Regions from separate parts of the Arabidopsis thaliana genome. Here region 1 is linked to region 2. The links are chromatin contacts, called in public ChIA-PET maps. All regions are on one chromosome and are shown on one strand. Each heading gives the region's core, a stretch centred on a gene start, on an enhancer-like site or on the middle of the called end of the contact. The rest is flanking DNA. Distances are from core to core; before and after follow the strand shown. Region 1 holds the start of AT4G14000 (Putative methyltransferase family protein). Region 2 holds the start of SHM4 (serine hydroxymethyltransferase 4).

What was found. ChIA-PET counts read pairs in DNA pulled down with a chosen protein or histone mark.
Region 1: an H3K4me3 ChIA-PET map of shoot shows a contact between it and region 2, with 10 read pairs. The contact joins the promoter of AT4G14000 here to the promoter of SHM4 in region 2. A contact is called at or near these places in 2 of 26 Hi-C or Micro-C datasets (leaf and rosette leaf) and 1 of 2 datasets of contacts at active chromatin or transcription factors (shoot).

Annotation. Positions count from the first base shown.
Region 1 is chr4:8,088,669-8,092,149 of TAIR10.1, reverse strand. AT4G14000 (Putative methyltransferase family protein) reads right to left here and starts at 1,357. Exons shown (of 8, transcript NM_117475.4): 1 at 1,171-1,357; 2 at 1,017-1,079; 3 at 867-933; 4 at 678-778; 5 at 544-588; 6 at 179-460; 7 at 1-91. The coding sequence starts at 1,299. AT4G13992 (Cysteine/Histidine-rich C1 domain family protein) reads right to left here. Exons shown (of 1, transcript NM_001125505.2): 1 at 2,803-3,481. The coding sequence ends at 2,882. It also overlaps the pseudogene AT4G13996.
Region 2 is chr4:8,047,957-8,051,752 of TAIR10.1, reverse strand. SHM4 (serine hydroxymethyltransferase 4) reads left to right here and starts at 1,596. Exons shown (of 4, transcript NM_117467.4): 1 at 1,596-2,409; 2 at 2,819-3,209; 3 at 3,301-3,402; 4 at 3,496-3,796. The coding sequence starts at 1,732. The coding sequence ends at 3,740.

The DNA of each region.
Region 1 (3,481 bases), core at 108-2,607, 41 kb before region 2:
TCATAGACAAGAATTGCCTTGTCCCTCCACCGACCCCGAAATAGTACTTCTTTGCAGCCATATACACTGCTCCATCAGGATACGCCAGACACTGCAAAGAACCAAGTGTTGAACCTCCAATGAATCTTTAAGAATGATCGTAAAAGTTTCTGCTATCTAGGAGAAAACGAGAGTGTACCCTTTTAATCAATTCATATTGACTTTTCTGAGCGGAGATGGAATATATCGTCTCAGCCATTAGAATGATGTCATAACCACCCTTCTTATTAGTCTCACCATCACTATTAACTAGTGGAAGAACCTGATGAACTTCACTCCACTCACCAGCAAAGAAGCGTACTTCTGTTTCACTTACTGAGACAGAGGAAGACTTCTCAGACAGATTAGCATTCAGATTCGGAATGGTGAGACATCGAAGAACCTCAGCATTGAAGTCCTGGAAATGAACAGCATCTGAACCCTAAACACCAAAAGGAACCATAATATCTAAGAAGATGTGACTTAGCCACAGAGTATAATAAAGCTTAGACAGCATCAACTTACCTTGAGACACGCATAGATTCCTGGAAGTGCATGACCACATCCAAGCTGAGTATATAGATTCAATATCTTATGTTAGTGATGTGAAGAACACGTTGTATCCATCATTGTTTGACACCTAAGGCAAAAGAGCCTACCTCGAGAACCCGCTTTCCGGAAAATGATAAGTTTCCGGTTTGTGATTCTTTCTCAAGAGCTTTAACAAGATCAATCGATCCTTCCCAAAGCTTAAGCCCGCCTAGATTCAATCGAATTCAAGAGTTACAAAACTGCTTAATGCAGGGGGATACACATCACATAAACTACAACTAGAACAAATCATTCACCTTCATAGACTCCAGGAACCAAATCTGAATTAGGCAATCCAAAAACCTCTTTAGTGCTCACACGACCCTATAACCAAACCAGAAACTAACAAAACTCAATTTCTCCATTACTTTCTCAAAGTTTGGTGAATTTTCTCGACAGAAACATACCTTCAAAAGAGTGATCTCGCCGATAGTCAATTTATCCACTTCGAAATCAGTGGAGGAAGACACCTACTGCGACGAAATCACCAGAAATCAAAAAGAGGGAAACTTACATAAGAAATTGAAGATGGAGTTGCAGAGGAAGTAGTAGTGACGATACCTCGAAGGATAATACTTCAACAGGAGGAGGAGGTGGAGGAAGAGCTGGCTCTGATGAATCAAGGAACCCTAAACCTAGACCAGAACCTTGAGAAGAAGAAAACAGCTGAAACGTCGGTTTCGTCGCCATTGCACAAAACTTCGGCGGCAGCTATCCAAAGTGTAGAGGCCAGAGCACAGAGGAGCAAATACAAAACCCATTGAACCGGTCGGTACGAGATTGGATTTATCGGTTCACTAAACCAATCAATTTTTCTTTTGGGGGAACCAATCAAATTATACACAATTAACTTTTGAATTAAGAGAAAATATGACATTATTTGAGTTTTTTTTATCAATAATTAACAAAATTAATAATCTAAAACTTAATTTACAGGATACTATATGGACGGCATAATTTTTGTTTAGTTAAAAAATTAAATTTGGCTATAAATATAAAATAATAGTTTCACAAATAGTAAAAACATTTGCATCCAAAGTTCTTTACAGCAAAACAAAAAGTTCTCTCTTTTTTCCTACATATCTTTTACAGAGATGAACTCTGTTTCTACCGACTGAATTTTTCAGTAAATCGCCGTCTCGTATGACTCGGGCTTTTATCCAGCATCTTATGACTCTGTTAGCCAAGATAGTTGGCTTCCGTCCGGAATCAACTGGCTTCCTCAGCCGTGATTTCCGGCTTCTCTTCTGACATGGATGGTTTCTTTAACATCTTTGGTCGGCTTCCGTCTGGAATCTATTGGCTTCCCACGCAGTGATGTCCAGCTTATCAACTGACATAGATGGTTTCGTTAACATCTTTTAGTCGGCTTCCATATTTGTTTGCTTTAAATAATTTCATGGGATTTCTCATTGGTGATTGCAATTTAGTAAATTTCACTAATCAATTGTTTTCACTGATTTATCTTTTGAGTGTTTGGTTTTTTAATTGGGAAAGGTTTTTTAATTATCCCAGTGATTTGCAATTTTAATTAAAGAGAAGAAGTAGAAGAACTGAAGCATACTATCAATTCCCTTTAGCTGTTATCCTCTTATGGGCTCCGATTTTGTTAAACGGTGAAAAACCACAAAATTTACTGAACAAATTAATATCGACGATGACTCTTGTCACCGGAATCGGTGGTGAACGGCAAGGTTAAAGTCGGTCTGTGATGGAAGCTCTCTGTTTGTTCTAATTGAAACACGTGTTAGTGATGGAGGCTTTTTGTATTTTCCTCTTCATTAGGGTTATGTTTAGGCTCATGTTGGGCTTTAATTAATTCTTGTAAAATTATAGTTATACGGCTTTTGTTTATATTAGCCCATATTGATTGGTTCAGTTCAATAAAATCCAACTTTTGTGGAAAAAACAAAAAAAAAGTTCTTACAGCAACAAGTAAACACTCGTTACCAATAAACCCTTATCAAAATTCACAAATTGTTTCAAAAGAAAATCATCATGTGCACGACGTGGTATAAAATTTAGTATTTGATTAGATTTGAATACATATCGAAACTTAAAGTATATTATATTTTGTTTTGAATACTATTATTTCTAAACCAAAAGTATAACAAAGAAATAAAAAGAAATCCAACCTAAATCGAATTGAATTCCAAATTGCACATAAATTTTTTTTTAATATACTTGATGCTTAAAATATATATAGTATTAACATGCAACACATAATCTAATTTGTTTTTTATCATAAAATATTTGAGAAAATAAATAAGATTTATGCCAGGATTGCATAAACTTTTTGTTGGAAACATTGCAAAGAACACAATGTTTTCCCATAGAAAAACAAGATGGATGGGTATTTACAGCGAGAATTACAAGAATAACAAAATGGCCGACTTGCACGATTATTAAGAATCACACAATTGGTGGATGATTCAGATTTTTTTTCCGGTTTAAACCATATGAAGTCTCCAAGTGTGCATCTGATGTGAAAAGCAATGCCACAATGATCACATGAATAAAACCATTTCTTTGGATTTATTGTCTCCTCACACATCTCGCACCAGCATTGCTCACATTTGTTTTCTCCATAACATAGAGACAACAAATGATCTTTATCATTTTCGTGTTTAACAATGTTTGGCAGAGTAGAGCATTTAATGTCTAAAACAAATTCACATTCCTCACAACTCAAAACCATTGTTGCTTTTTCTCTACAAGCATTACAAAATCGGCCGCCTGTTAAGTAGCTGACGTATAACGAATGAGGATGACTTTCATGGAAAAAAGGCTCGGAAATAGAACCACATCGCACATCCAATAAAGTGTTTCCATCATCACTTAAGTAAGAAAAACCTTGATAGATGTTTTGACA
Region 2 (3,796 bases), core at 347-2,846:
TATTTAATGACCACATAATCAAATCTTAAATTGAAAAGACGATTTTGACCCTCACCGACTCACATGCATACAAAACCACCTACTCTCCTCTCCAAACCCCATGATCATGCCATTCTCTAGCAAATATTAAATACTTAATATTCTTTGATCAACCGAGGGCACGATGCAATAATAATAAATAAATTTGTTAACCATAACAACTCCTCAATCGTGTAGTTAGTTAATTAGTATGTCCACGAAAAAAGGTTTCAAAGGGAGGCTACCAACTATTTCTTGTTTATAAAAATGTGTGTTTAATGGCTCTTTTCATATGCTAAATTATAAAATTTGTGACAGAGAATATCTAAGACTTTAGTGGAATAACAAACTTATTTTTTCTCATTAGAAACTGAGAGTATCGAAAAATAACAATTTGTACACATTTCATTTGGCATTTTCAACATAAGCAAAATGGGCGAAAGAGTTGGATATGTTCTCTAACTATAATGTGATGTTAATTTGGATATGGTATCGATTAAGTGATCTAGTCAGGATGCTAAGCAAAGACCACCAATTTCTTATAATGTTGGGATAATGAATAGTGAGGCAAAGTGATGCTGTAGTTACACATATGATGAGTTGTCACTGAAATTATAACATAAACATAAACAAGGATATAGTCTTATAGAGGGTACGGTTACACATATGATGAGTTGTCATTGAAAATTATAACGTAAACATAAACAAGGATATAGTCATATAGAGGGTACGGTGACTTCGTGATTCTTAGTGATGATTGATGAATATGAACTAAGATTCATCCGCAAGTAACTTTAAAATCAGATTACTATGAAAATACAATTTTAATTTTGCGTTATCCGTTTTCAAGTGTTTCGTTTAAGACCGTATAAAGTTTTATTTAGCTTGGAGATATGTGAGAGACTATTTTTATCCGCAAAATTCATATGTTTAAATTCATCGTGAATACTTCCTTTGTGAAAAAGCTTTAAAAAATACATTATTAACATTTAAGGGGTTAATCACATAATATTGAAGCGGATAAATTGTTGAAATCTTCACAACATAGATGAAAATTTTGTGGTCGACAATGTTGACGTTGGTTTAATTACCTTTGCATTGTTAACACATAATACATCTTATTTACACCAGATGTACGACCATTTGAGTTTTGAAAGGTTAAACTATGAAAAACTATAGAGTTTCTTATTAAAATGTAATTACTCCTATCTAAAACACTGGGCTGAATCAAGATCATGGGCCCTCAAAGCCCTTTTTCCAATTTTAATTCCTCCGATTTATAGGGATTTATACAGTTTTTTTTTTTTTTTTGGAATCAATAGATTATATTTTTGTTTGTAATTACTTTTTATTTTCTACCAACAAATTCAATTTCTGATGTCAAAAAAATAAAAATAATCCGAGAGAGAGATTTACCCAACACAACCTTAAATGCAATTGGGCCTTAAGTATCCATCTAATCATAATTAATTAAGGGAAACAAATATTGGTAAGAGGGTAAAATAGTCAAAACACACTAAGCTTGTTCTCCTACCACACACACCTAACCAACTAACACCAAAATTAGCAAAGGAGGACAAATCCGTAATTTACCCCATTTTCTACTCCTCTTTTAAACCCAACCGCCTCTCTTCCCACTTCTCACTCTCTGATCTCAGATCTCTCCCTCCCTCTTTCTCCGATCTCAGATCCATTCAACAATCTACAAAGAAGATGGAACCAGTCTCTTCATGGGGTAACACCTCTCTCGTCTCCGTAGATCCAGAGATCCACGACCTAATCGAGAAGGAGAAACGTCGGCAATGTCGAGGAATCGAACTTATCGCTTCCGAGAATTTCACTTCCTTCGCCGTCATCGAAGCTCTCGGAAGTGCCTTAACCAACAAATACTCCGAAGGTATTCCTGGTAATCGTTATTACGGAGGTAACGAATTCATCGATGAGATCGAGAATCTTTGCCGTTCAAGAGCTCTCGAAGCTTTCCATTGTGATCCAGCAGCGTGGGGCGTTAATGTTCAGCCGTATTCTGGATCTCCGGCAAATTTCGCTGCTTACACGGCTTTGCTTCAGCCTCACGATCGTATCATGGGGCTTGATTTGCCTTCAGGTGGTCATTTGACTCATGGTTACTATACATCTGGTGGTAAGAAGATCTCTGCGACTTCGATCTACTTTGAGAGTCTTCCGTATAAGGTGAATTTCACCACTGGTTACATTGATTACGATAAGCTTGAAGAGAAGGCGTTGGATTTCAGGCCTAAGTTGCTTATCTGTGGTGGTAGTGCGTATCCTAGGGATTGGGATTACGCTAGATTTAGAGCTATTGCTGATAAGGTTGGAGCTCTTTTGCTTTGTGACATGGCTCACATCAGTGGTCTCGTTGCTGCTCAGGTATATTATAAGCCTATTCTCATTTGTATTGATATTGTGTTTCATGTAGATCTGGTTTTGTTTTAGCATTATGAATTGTTTAGAACGAAGATCTGCATTCATTGTGTCAAGTCTAGTGTTTTCAGGGTTATCAAATGTTCTTCTTCCCAAGAACGAATCATATCACATTGTTAAAGTCGTTTGATTTTACTTGTGCCGTCTCATTTTAGTCTCCTAGTTTATAGTTTAACTCCTATAAGAATGTTTAAGTGAACACAGGATGAGATTCAATTCTTTTCAGTAACTAAAACCAACCTATTAGCCTGATGAAGTTTGGGGATTACTCTAATGTTACTTGCCAAGATTGAGTTTTTTTTTTTTTTTTTTGCATTCACCGACAGAACTGATTGAGTTTTAATCATATTTACAGGAAGCTGCAAACCCATTTGAGTACTGTGACGTTGTGACAACCACAACCCACAAGAGTTTGAGGGGTCCAAGGGCTGGTATGATTTTCTACAGGAAGGGTCCAAAACCACCAAAGAAGGGTCAACCCGAGGGTGCAGTCTATGATTTTGAGGACAAAATCAACTTTGCTGTATTCCCTGCGCTTCAAGGTGGTCCTCACAATCACCAGATTGGTGCTCTAGCTGTTGCGTTGAAGCAGGCTAATACTCCTGGGTTCAAGGTCTACGCAAAACAAGTGAAAGCCAATGCTGTTGCCCTTGGAAACTACCTAATGAGCAAGGGTTACCAGATTGTGACCAATGGAACTGAGAACCACCTTGTTCTCTGGGATCTTCGCCCTCTTGGATTGACCGGTGAGTGAATTATATCTCAGAGAAAAAAACCCACTTTTGCGACCCTATGGTTTCTGGAACTAGTCCTGATGTTTATATATTCTTCTGTCAGGAAACAAGGTTGAGAAGCTCTGCGATCTGTGCAGCATTACATTGAACAAGAACGCAGTATTTGGAGACAGTAGTGCTCTTGCTCCTGGAGGTGTAAGAATCGGTAAGAGGGAAATTCTGAAATGTTCTTGACAATGGCCATTGAATCTCATTTGTGGGATCTTGCTAACATATAAATATATATGTGTTTGTGTAGGTGCACCCGCGATGACATCGAGAGGATTGGTGGAGAAGGACTTTGAGCAGATAGGAGAATTCCTGAGCCGTGCAGTGACACTGACGTTGGACATCCAAAAGACATACGGTAAGTTGTTGAAGGACTTCAACAAGGGTTTGGTGAACAACAAAGATCTCGATCAGCTCAAGGCTGATGTCGAGAAGTTCTCGGCGTCTTATGAGATGCCTGGATTCCTCATGTCTGAGATGAAGTACAAGGATTAGAGATCTTTCTCTATATGCAAGAGTAATCTTCTATTATTATCTACCATATATATAAA